Linked DNA regions of Mus musculus: region 1 is linked to region 2. A link is a contact called in public HiChIP or PLAC-seq data. All regions are on one chromosome and are shown on one strand. Each heading gives the region's core, a stretch centred on a gene start, on an enhancer-like site or on the middle of the called end of the contact. The rest is flanking DNA. Distances are from core to core; before and after follow the strand shown. Region 1 overlaps Selp (selectin, platelet). Region 2 overlaps Kifap3 (kinesin-associated protein 3).

What was found. HiChIP or PLAC-seq counts read pairs in DNA pulled down with a chosen protein or histone mark.
Region 1: an H3K27ac HiChIP or PLAC-seq map of the HPC-7 cell line shows a contact between it and region 2, with 17 times the contacts expected there. The contact joins two enhancer-like sites. A contact is called at or near these places in 1 of 39 promoter capture datasets (the 3T3-L1 cell line), 37 of 484 Hi-C or Micro-C datasets (3T3-L1-derived adipocytes, the Ba/F3 cell line, the G1E-ER4 cell line and 20 more) and 2 of 115 datasets of contacts at active chromatin or transcription factors (the HPC-7 cell line and T-cell acute lymphoblastic leukemia).

What each region holds. Positions count from the first base shown.
Region 1 is chr1:164,135,011-164,139,642 of GRCm38.p6, forward strand. Selp (selectin, platelet) reads left to right here. Exons shown (of 16, transcript NM_011347.2): 9 at 2,094-2,279. Among named protein-coding and RNA genes, the nearest start is that of F5, 15 kb to the right of the region's middle. Within about 2 kb of position 1,866, at least 142 of the 459 cell types and tissues checked have an H3K27ac peak or open chromatin away from gene starts, as enhancers often do. A contact at or near this core is called in the G1E-ER4 cell line and the HPC-7 cell line, where this site is marked.
Region 2 is chr1:163,830,064-163,835,229 of GRCm38.p6, forward strand. All of the region lies in intron 10 of Kifap3 (kinesin-associated protein 3), which reads left to right. Among named protein-coding and RNA genes, the nearest start is that of Kifap3, 53 kb to the left of the region's middle. Within about 2 kb of position 3,753, at least 7 of the 459 cell types and tissues checked have an H3K27ac peak or open chromatin away from gene starts, as enhancers often do. A contact at or near this core is called in the G1E-ER4 cell line and the HPC-7 cell line, where this site is marked.

The DNA of each region.
Region 1 (4,632 bases), core at 616-3,115, 300 kb after region 2:
ACTTAGTATGGGCTTTCAAATATATGAGTAAAAGCAAGCACGTTTTTCATGAAAAAGAAACCACTTGCTATTCAGGTCCCACAAGTGTTCTCACACACACACACACACACACACACACACACACACACACCATTATAAAGCAAACAATTCATGTATGAATAACTAATTAATTAATTAACAGCATAATACGATATCCTTCGTTCAAGGCATCAGAACCTAAGTCAAGTTCTGGAGTTGGGGTTGGGATTGAGGAACTGGGTCTGGATAGAACAGAGTGAGGCTCTGGGCTTGTCCCTTGCTCTTATCCTCACGACACTGAAGTCTATACAGCTTTGAGGAAGAGCTCCAAAATCCTCAGCAGGATTATCAGGAGGATCAGACCCTTCCAGGAAAGCTACTCATTGCTCCACAGTCCTGCCTGTGGGTGTTCACTGCCAGGGCCTGCCACTCACCACAGCTTCCTGTGACCTTCCAGTTCCCTTCTGCTTTTAGCCCTTTGTTTACTCTGAGGGAACTTTCTCCTCTTCTTACTGGGTGTGCATCAAGTGAAATACCCACATGCGGTTGAGGCAGGAAGGTACCACGAGGCCTGAAATCCACAAGCTATTGTGACACTTCCGAGGGAGAGAGCGTTATCAGATCATTTTCCTTGTCACCGTCCCCACAGCCCTCTACACTCATCCTTGCAAAGTCACTGGAGAGCTGGAAATGACTCTGCCATGACTTCACCAAAGCAAGGACCCACACCCTTTTCCCCTCTGCATTTCTGGCTTACAGCCTTCTCTCTCTCTCTCTCTCTCTCTCTCTCTCTCTCTCTCTCTCTCTCTCTCTGTCTCTCTCTCTACACACACACACACACACACACACACACTGAACACAGGAAGACTTTGCAAGTGGCAGACTGTATCTCAGTCTCTGTATAAGTTGATTAGAGTGAGAGGTGTACTGCCAGGGACGGTATGGAATGAAGGGACAAGAAAGGTGCAGACAGTACCTGGAAACAACAAGGACTGCTGCCCCATTTCCTCTGATTTAAAGCCATATACTGCATAACCAAGACAAGGAGCAGAAGTCCCCGAGACCGTGTTTACACTTAGCCCTTCCCTTCCGAGTGTCAGCATGATTCATCTGGGCTTCATTGCGTCAAGTGACATACCCACATGTGGTTAAGGCAGGAAGGTACCACGAGCTCCCTCGAGAGAGGTCCACCTTGACAGCTACTGACATTGGCACCGAGAATCTGTTCGCTCTCGATCTGACTAAGTCGTTAAGATATCAAGATTCAGAGAGGTTAAGTGGCTTGTCCAAAGTCATAAAGTGTCAGTCCCAATCCAAGCCAGTCTCCAAGCACCTCAGACTTGTGTTTATATATGCTGCCAAATAACTGGGAGACCTGATTTCATTATCTTGGCGGGTCATTTATGCCTGGTCCTGCAGGTTGAGACTTCTGGGAAGTGGTGAAAATTGTCATTTACAGACAACCAATGAAATATGTATCCACTTTATTCCCTTTTACATTTAATCTTTGAGTGTGGCCTAAGTGTGACTTGCTATATAAATAAAAAGTACTGTGAGGCAAGAGTCACAGATTTTCATTGAAAATAAAGCATCCACGGCTGCAAAGGGGTCACCGTGCATAGTATAAGCTAAGACGTAGACCCAGATTCTCTCACCACTGGCTGGGAAAGAGAAAGAAATCACCCCCACTTTCACCTCTAAGTTCTTGGCATTGTTTGCTGGAAACATCATCCGGTTTGTTTCTCAAGAAGACATCAAGGGGGCGACTTTCCCTGAGGTCTAGGGCATTCAACGTGAAGCATGCCACTATCTCTCTAAAGGGTGCCAAGTCCCTTTTACAATCACTTCTGAAACCCTGAGTGGGTGAGATCTCAGAATGACAGTCAGTGGTAAGCCATAGCTGTCACCCACCTCCCTGCTCCCTGATGCCTTAAAGATAAAAAGCCAGAAAATGACCACCTTTAGCTAAATGTAGAGAAAGACAGAGAGCAGTCACACAGGGGCCGGGAGTGGGGGGGGTTTGAAAATGCCAAGCTCTAACATAAGCCCCTCTCCCTCTGTCCTCCTCACTACAGCTGTGTCCTGTGCCCCTATGCTCAGTCCTGAGAATGGATCCATGACCTGCGTTCAGCCTCTTGGGAATTCCACCTACAAATCCACATGCCAGTTCATGTGCGATGAAGGATTTTATCTATCTGGACCGGAAAGACTGGATTGTTCTCCATCTGGACACTGGACAGGCACCCCTCCCACGTGTGAAGGTAGGCACGTGGGTCTGTCCTTCCTTGTGACTTCTCAGATACCACCAGAGAGGGAAGAAATACCTTCATATCTCATATGTAAACAACAGGTGTGAGGATCTAGACCAAAAATCTCTTTCTTGCCGAATAACCTTTTTTAAAATTGAGTAAAGCACTTCACACTCAACAACGCCTTTGCGTCATCATAGCACATGAGATCAGTGTTCTAGAATAACCAGGGAAGTCAGAATTATCCCCATACTACAGATGAAGAAGAAACAAAGGCTCTGGGGTGACATGGTCCAAGGGCATCACCATTCACAAGTGATGAGACCCAGCTATGTATTGAAGCACTTAACTTGCTTCTAAGCATTCTTGCTCATTTCTACCATACTCTCCACCCATCTATTTCTACACCAACCTTTACCTACCCCACCAAGTCTCAGAGTAGGAGCTTATTTGGGAATGGGTGTGATCTAACCTCCCCTGGCTCTTGATTTCTTTCTACTTCTTTATGGACTTTACACTCAATGAGAGCAGGAACTGTCCCTTCTTCACTGTGTCTGTATACATATGCATTCATATGTCTATATAATATATGTGTGTATGCATGCCTCTGTGTGTGCACATGCATGTGTATAATACATATGCATGCCTCTGTGAGTACACATGTATGCATGTGTGTATAATATATGTCCATGCCTCTGGGTGTGCACATACATGTGTATATAATATGTGTGCATGCCTGTGTAGTGTATGTATGTGTGTGTATGTGCAGGAGTTGTATGCATATGGTCACAAAAATACAATGTTAGGAGTCTTCCGTCACTACTTATGACCTTATCTTTAAGACACATAGTCTCCCACTGAACCCAGCACTCATACCAGTTAGCTATGCTGATCAGCCAGCAAGGTCCAGGTATCTACCTGTCTATATACCCTAGGATTACAGATGTGTGTGGCCATGTCTGGCTTTTACACAGGGCCCCAAGATCTGATCTAGGTCCTTGTGCTTGCCTGGCAGGTACTTCACCCCCAGAACCACTTCCTCAGACCCTCCTTCATCTTTATACCACCTGCAATAGTAAATGGAATCCAAATGAGTGTGTAACAGGCACCAGTTGAACTGAAGCTAATGGGTTCCTGGCAACACTCAAGTGCAACATGCTGACAGTGTGAACTAGTGGAACCCTCAAAAATAGGGTGGGCCTCCCCTGTCTTTAGCTTCCTGGTAGCACCTAGCAGGTACAATGTATTGCTTGTGCTACAAACATGTCATATGCTCTAAAACAGCACTGTGTTAATTTACAGCTTCTGTTTGGTTTCAGAGGGGTCACTGTTCCTATTTAGCATTCAGTGTAGTCAGAGTTAGTAATGAAGAGAGCATCACTTCACATAGATTTTCGTATTCAGTCTACACTAACCACCTCTAAAGAAGCTATTGTTAGCTCCTTCTGAAAGATGAAGAAAACGGGGCATTAAGAGCGAGCGAGTAGCTGCCAATAGGCACATTGCAGGAAGGGCAGAATGGCTGAACACAGGGTGTTTCCAGCAAACCACACTGCCACCTAGCGGCAGGGCTTCAAAATCCTGGATCCAGGCACAGACTGCAGGGGTAAATTCTGAAACAGGCCTTAGAAATGTGACCAGTGATCAGACAAGAGACTATGCCTTTAAATAAATATATGTTAAAAGTTTTGGGGAAAGACAGCTAAAATATCATTCATTCAACCCTACACTGATAGATGCTATACTAAAGGGTACAAACACTACCACCTGCTGTCAAAAAGATGTACTACAAGCCTCAAGGAGCCCAGGCCATGTGAGCAGAGAGTTTATGCCTGTGTTTGCTGCTTGTTTCTTTATCTCTCACCCTTTATCTCATTTATCCTAGGAACATGTTCATTTGCTATATTCTCCAGATTGTATTTTAAGGGCAAAAGAAATCAAATTCCATTTACATATTCCATTAAACTTTCATGTAGCAAATTATGTTGCTAACCTGTGATCTCTCGGGCCACTTCCCTTCACTCCCTCCCAATCTTCTTTTCTCCTCAGGAGGAAGCATGTGCCTCCTCCTCCTCCTCCTCCTCTTCTTCCCTGTGAGCCCAGAACCCACCCAGGAACAGCATCTCTGACACATGGTCCTTAGTAGAGTCAAGCTTCTTCAACCCTAATTTTAAAGGTATTTGTATCTCCACTCTTGTTTCTCTATCTCCATTTATATGGCATATTTAGGGAAGTTATTCCTTTCCATTTTCCAACTAAACATTTTGGCCCCTAGGAACCCTGGTTACCATACACTATTTTTTCAGATCCCCAGAAGGGACCCAGCTTCTCTTTTCACTGTGCAGCAGGGTTTCCATTTGACGTG
Region 2 (5,166 bases), core at 2,503-5,002:
TCTTATCCAGTGCCTGTGCTCAGCACCTTCTGTTGGAATCTTGATAGATGCATGGGTTTGCCCCAGCTCCTCTCCTCTAGTCTATTTTCCTTTCTTTTTTTTTTTTTTAATCCAGAACCTATAGTCTCAAGTTACTGTACCTAATAGGTTTTGAAAGCAAGTAATGTCTCTTGCTTTTTATTTCCTCAAGATTGCTTTGATTGCCAGAATGTTGTGATTTCATATGAACTTCAGTATTATTTTTATTAGTTCTGTGGAGAATGTCATTGATATTTTGATGGTGATTATAGAGAATCTGTACATTTGGGTAACATGGATAATTAGTAATATTTATTTTTCCATTTCATGAATTGCAGGATGCAGTGTGTTTGTGTGTGTGTGTGTGTGTGTGTGTGTGTGTGTGAGTGTATGTATGTGAGTAAGTGAGTGAGTATATATGTGTGTATCCTTCAATTTCATTCATAGATAATTTATAGATATTATGAAGATTTTTACTTTGGTTAAACTTCATTACCAAGCATCGTTTTACCTTTTTAAAATAAGATTGAATCATTCATGTCTCTAATTTTTTTTATTACTCACTCTTTGTATATAGGAGTTCACTGTTCATTTTGTATATTGACAATTCAATGTATTTTTAAAATTAATTTAAATAAGGTAGAATGTTGGAAGTTTTCTAATATGTGATCACATACTTTACAAATGATTACAATTTAGAAGGAAATCTTCCTGTGGTCCATTCAGTCTATTATCTGGGCTTGCATGTAGCTTTCATCTTTAGGTACAGTGCCTCAACACATAATTCACTCAGTTTTCTTCTATGAAGGGATACTTTATTCTATTAAATATTTTGGTTTAGTTTGTGTTTTGTCCAATGAGATGATGAATTTTTCATTCTGTTTATGTGGTATATCATCTTTATTGATTTGTATGCATTGAACAAGCCTTTCTGATGCGAATATCACATGATGGTAATGAATGTTTTTTTATGTGTGAGTAATTACTTTTATCTGTGTTCATTAGGATTATTATCCAGTAGTTTGTTTTTGTTGTTTTAATATTGTGTATTTATCAAGTTCTCAACTCAAGGTAACACTGGATTTCTGTTTTTGTTGTTGTTTTGTTTGCTTGTTTTAATTTCTTGGAAGGAATTTTTATTAGTTCTCTAAATGTCTGATCATGTTCATCAGTCAAGCCATACGTCCTGGGCTTTGTTGATAGCAGAAAATCTTATTCCTAGTTGATTCTAATTATTAGTCTGTTCAGATTTTCTGTGTCTTCATGATTTAATTTGGATACATATCCAGGAATGTATCCATTTCTTTTCAGTTACTAAATTTGTTGACATAGAGTTCATACAAATATAACAATTTCTTGTATTTCTGTGTTGCAGTTACAATTGTTTCTCTTCTGTCTTTAATTCTACTTAAGAATTCTCTCCATTTTTCTTGATCTAGATAGAATTGTAAATTTTGTTTTTTCTTTTCACAAAGCCAATTCATAATTGTGTTGATCCCTTATTTTTTAATCTATTATTTCATTTATCTCTGCAGTGATCATCTCTTTCAATATTGGTTTGATTTTTTTCTTGTTTTTTATTTCTTAGATGCAACGATAGGTTGTTTGAGATTTACTGACATTTTTGATAGAGATATTGATTGCTATAAAGTTCCCTCTTCTCGTCTTCCTTGGCTTTTGGTATGTTACATGGTTTTGCATCTTATAAGGTTCAAGGATTGACCTGACTAGAACGTAGAGGTGATAGAAAAGGACACATTCATAAACACAGAAAAGCTGGAATCAGACCCTCTACAATACCTGGGTGGGTTGAGAGGGTACTCTGGTAACAGTGGACATTTCTGAACACACTGTCAACATTCACAGTCAGGCCATGTGAAGACTTTGTTATCCGCCTGAGTCTTACATCACCAGGACAAGGCTTTGCCAACTTCTCATGGGTCTGAGACTTTGTTCTAGACATGGCTGGCTCTTCTGGACAGCACACATCCACCCAGGACTTCTTCACACACTCAGGGCTCTGCTGTGCCCCACATTGTGCTGTGTTTCCATTTACATTTGGTTTGAGAATCGTTTTAAATTTCCTCTCAATTTCTTCCTTCACTCATCAGTTGATTGGATGTATATGTTAAATTTCTAAGTAATTGTATGGTTTCTTGTTATTGAATTCTAGTTTGATTACGTAGTAATTAGGTAAGATATTGGTATAATTGTAATTCTTTTCATTTGCCAAGGTTTGTTTTGTGGCCTGCATGTGCTATGCTGTGGAGTACCCCAGGTGTCAGTGTATGTATTCTGCAGGTCTTGGATGAGTTGTTCTAAATGTGGCTTTTTGGCCCACTGATTGTCGGACAGACCTGAGTCCTGTGATGTTATCTGTGTGTGACAAGGTGCTCGGTTTCTCCTTTGAGGTCTGATTGCCTTATATGTTGAGTTCTTTCAGTGTCGGATGCTCATGTGTTTCTGATTGCTTTTCTTCTTTGAACAGGTGATCCTCTTATCATTACAGAATGACTCTCTGTGTTTCTTTTTACTACTTTTGATTAAAATTACTTCTTCTCGGGGAGAGGGGTAGGGACTGGGGGATACAGGGAGGAGGGCCTACAATCAGGATGTAAAGTGAAAAAATTGCTTCTTCTGATGTAAGTGTAGATGATAACTGCTTTTTAGAATCCATTTGTGTGAAATACCCATTTCTAACCTTTCTATTTCATTACATGTATTTCAGCATGTCTGTATGTGTGCACTCACATGCATATGTGGTAGGGTATGCAGGTACATTCCACACAGGTGCATATGGTGATCAGAAGACACTTGACGGGTGCTAGTTCTCACCTTCCGCCATGTAGGACCCAGCAATTGAAATCAGACTGTCAGGCTTAGTGACAAGTGAACGATTGTGTAAGCCTTAATTGGGACTCTAAAAATAATCCATTGTCTTGGCTAGAGAGTTGGCTCAGCAAGTGGCTCACAACCATGTGTAAGTCCAGTCCCGGGGGATCTGATACCCATTTCTGACCTTTATACATGCGTGGATGAATATACACATGCAGATAAAATATTCCTACACATAAAGTAATAAATTTCATTGTCACTCTGTCTTTTACTTGGAGAGTTTACTTGGTTTGAATTTAATGTCATTATTCGTGTCAGGATGACCTGGAGCCATTATATGACTTGTTAAAGGATTTTGGCTCTTTCCTTTGTAGTTCCTTTCTTGCCTTCAAATAAAATAGTGTGCTTATATTCCAACTCTCCCTGCATTTTGAATTTTTTGATATTCCATTTTACCCCTTTTAACTATTTCCTAGCTCCTAGCATGCTCTCAGAGATGTTATTTTTGTCAGGTTTTCTTTCCTCCAGTACCTTAAGAGCATCACACGGCCCACCCTCGCTTTGTCTCTGAGGGCCTTGTTGTGTGCCCACTGTCAGATCACTGGGATACCTTTGAAAATTAGTTGTTTTTGTTTTTTTTTTTTAAATCTTGCTTCTTAAGAATCCTGTCTTTAACTTTTGAAGCTTGCATACATGTTTTATGTTATAACCTTATGAATTTGTGAATTTTCACTTGTAATCTTTGGCCTTTGTATATGTAGCTGTTTAATTTATTTCTACATTTAGAGGTTTTCTGTTACCATCTTTGAATAAACTTTCTACTGCTTTGGCTTCTCCAGTCTGTTCAGGTCTAATAACTCCAACAGTTGCTCAGTCAGTTCCTCTTCTCAATCCTTTCGTGGCTCCTGTGGCTCTGTTTTCAAGTGGCCTGCCTTTGAACCCTGATGTGTTTTGCTGTCGCCCTCTGTCACATTTTCCTGTCATTTAGCATGCTTCCCAGCACAGGGGTTTGTTTGGTTTCCTTCTTTCTTCTTTGCCTGATAAGTAAGAGCTTATTGACTTCTTCCTGTGTGTTCACCTGAATTTGAGTTCTCAGAGTAACAATTTTAAGTTGTCCATGAGTTCATAAACATTGCTCAGTTTCTGGCCCTGTTTTGTGCTTGTGGTGAGATAGCAGGTCTATAAAATTTACTGATGTTTATTGGAATCGAATGGACACCTATGCTTTTAGCAATTAGATGAAATCCATTCTCTTGTCATTTGTCCATTTCTTCCAGGATTTCTAAATCAGGATTCTTATTTTCTTGTGAGCCTGTGGTCACTATTGCTGTATCACCACTAGATGGTACCCTAAGTATGAGTTTGCAATGTATCCCTACCTGATTTACTTATCTTCAATGCTTCTGCTGTAGAAGCCCAAAGCCAACTTGGCCTAAATGCAAACTTGATATATTGTTTAAGATGGAGTTTATGAATACCTAAAAAGAATAGTTTGCCACTTCAAGCCTTTATTGGAGCCAAGAGACAGTGTTCATCTTTATTAATTTCCTGTGTTCAGGCTCATAGGATTTTACTTGGTACTTACCTCACCATGGGAGGATCAAATTCTGAAGTAACAGTTTGGTACCTGCTCATTTCTTCTCCCAAGTAGACTTGGTTCTCTTATTTATGCTGCCTGGGTCTAGAGCGCGTATAGGGCTGGCAGTGTCCTGAACACCCACAGCATAATGCCATATTGCACCTAGAGCCTAGATCTTGTTGAGTCCATAATGTGACCGAGACCCACCTAAGACTCCTGCAGCCAGCTGCAGGTCATGTTAGCAAGGATACAGTTCTGTCTTAGGTATCAGTATACCAACAGGCCGGTCTAGAGGGTCTGTCTATAGATACTAGCCTGGATCCACTGCTGCTGAATTTCATTATCACTGATCTGTGCTTAATTTACTCTTCTGCCATCTAGAAAGCAGAGTCTTTCTCCATGTCCTGTTAACTGAGGAGGTATCACTTGACTGTCCGGCCATACGTAGTCCAGAGGGCAAGTCCGCTGTCCTGGTGATACCTGCCCTGGAGCTCTCTGTTCAGTACTGTTTGACTATGGGTTCACAAGGTATAGGTTCTTGCATTATGGAGTGAATTCCCTTTCTCACCCAAGTAGATGTTTCTTTGGATGCTTGTTGCTTGTGTTTAGAGAAACTGAGACCCAGGCACCTTCCTTCTTGCTTTCCTCAGTGTATCTGTAATTATTACCCTGAAACCAAGTGCTGTGATCTCTTATCTGGTTTCCTTCACTCTGGGAAGTGGGTTCTCACATGA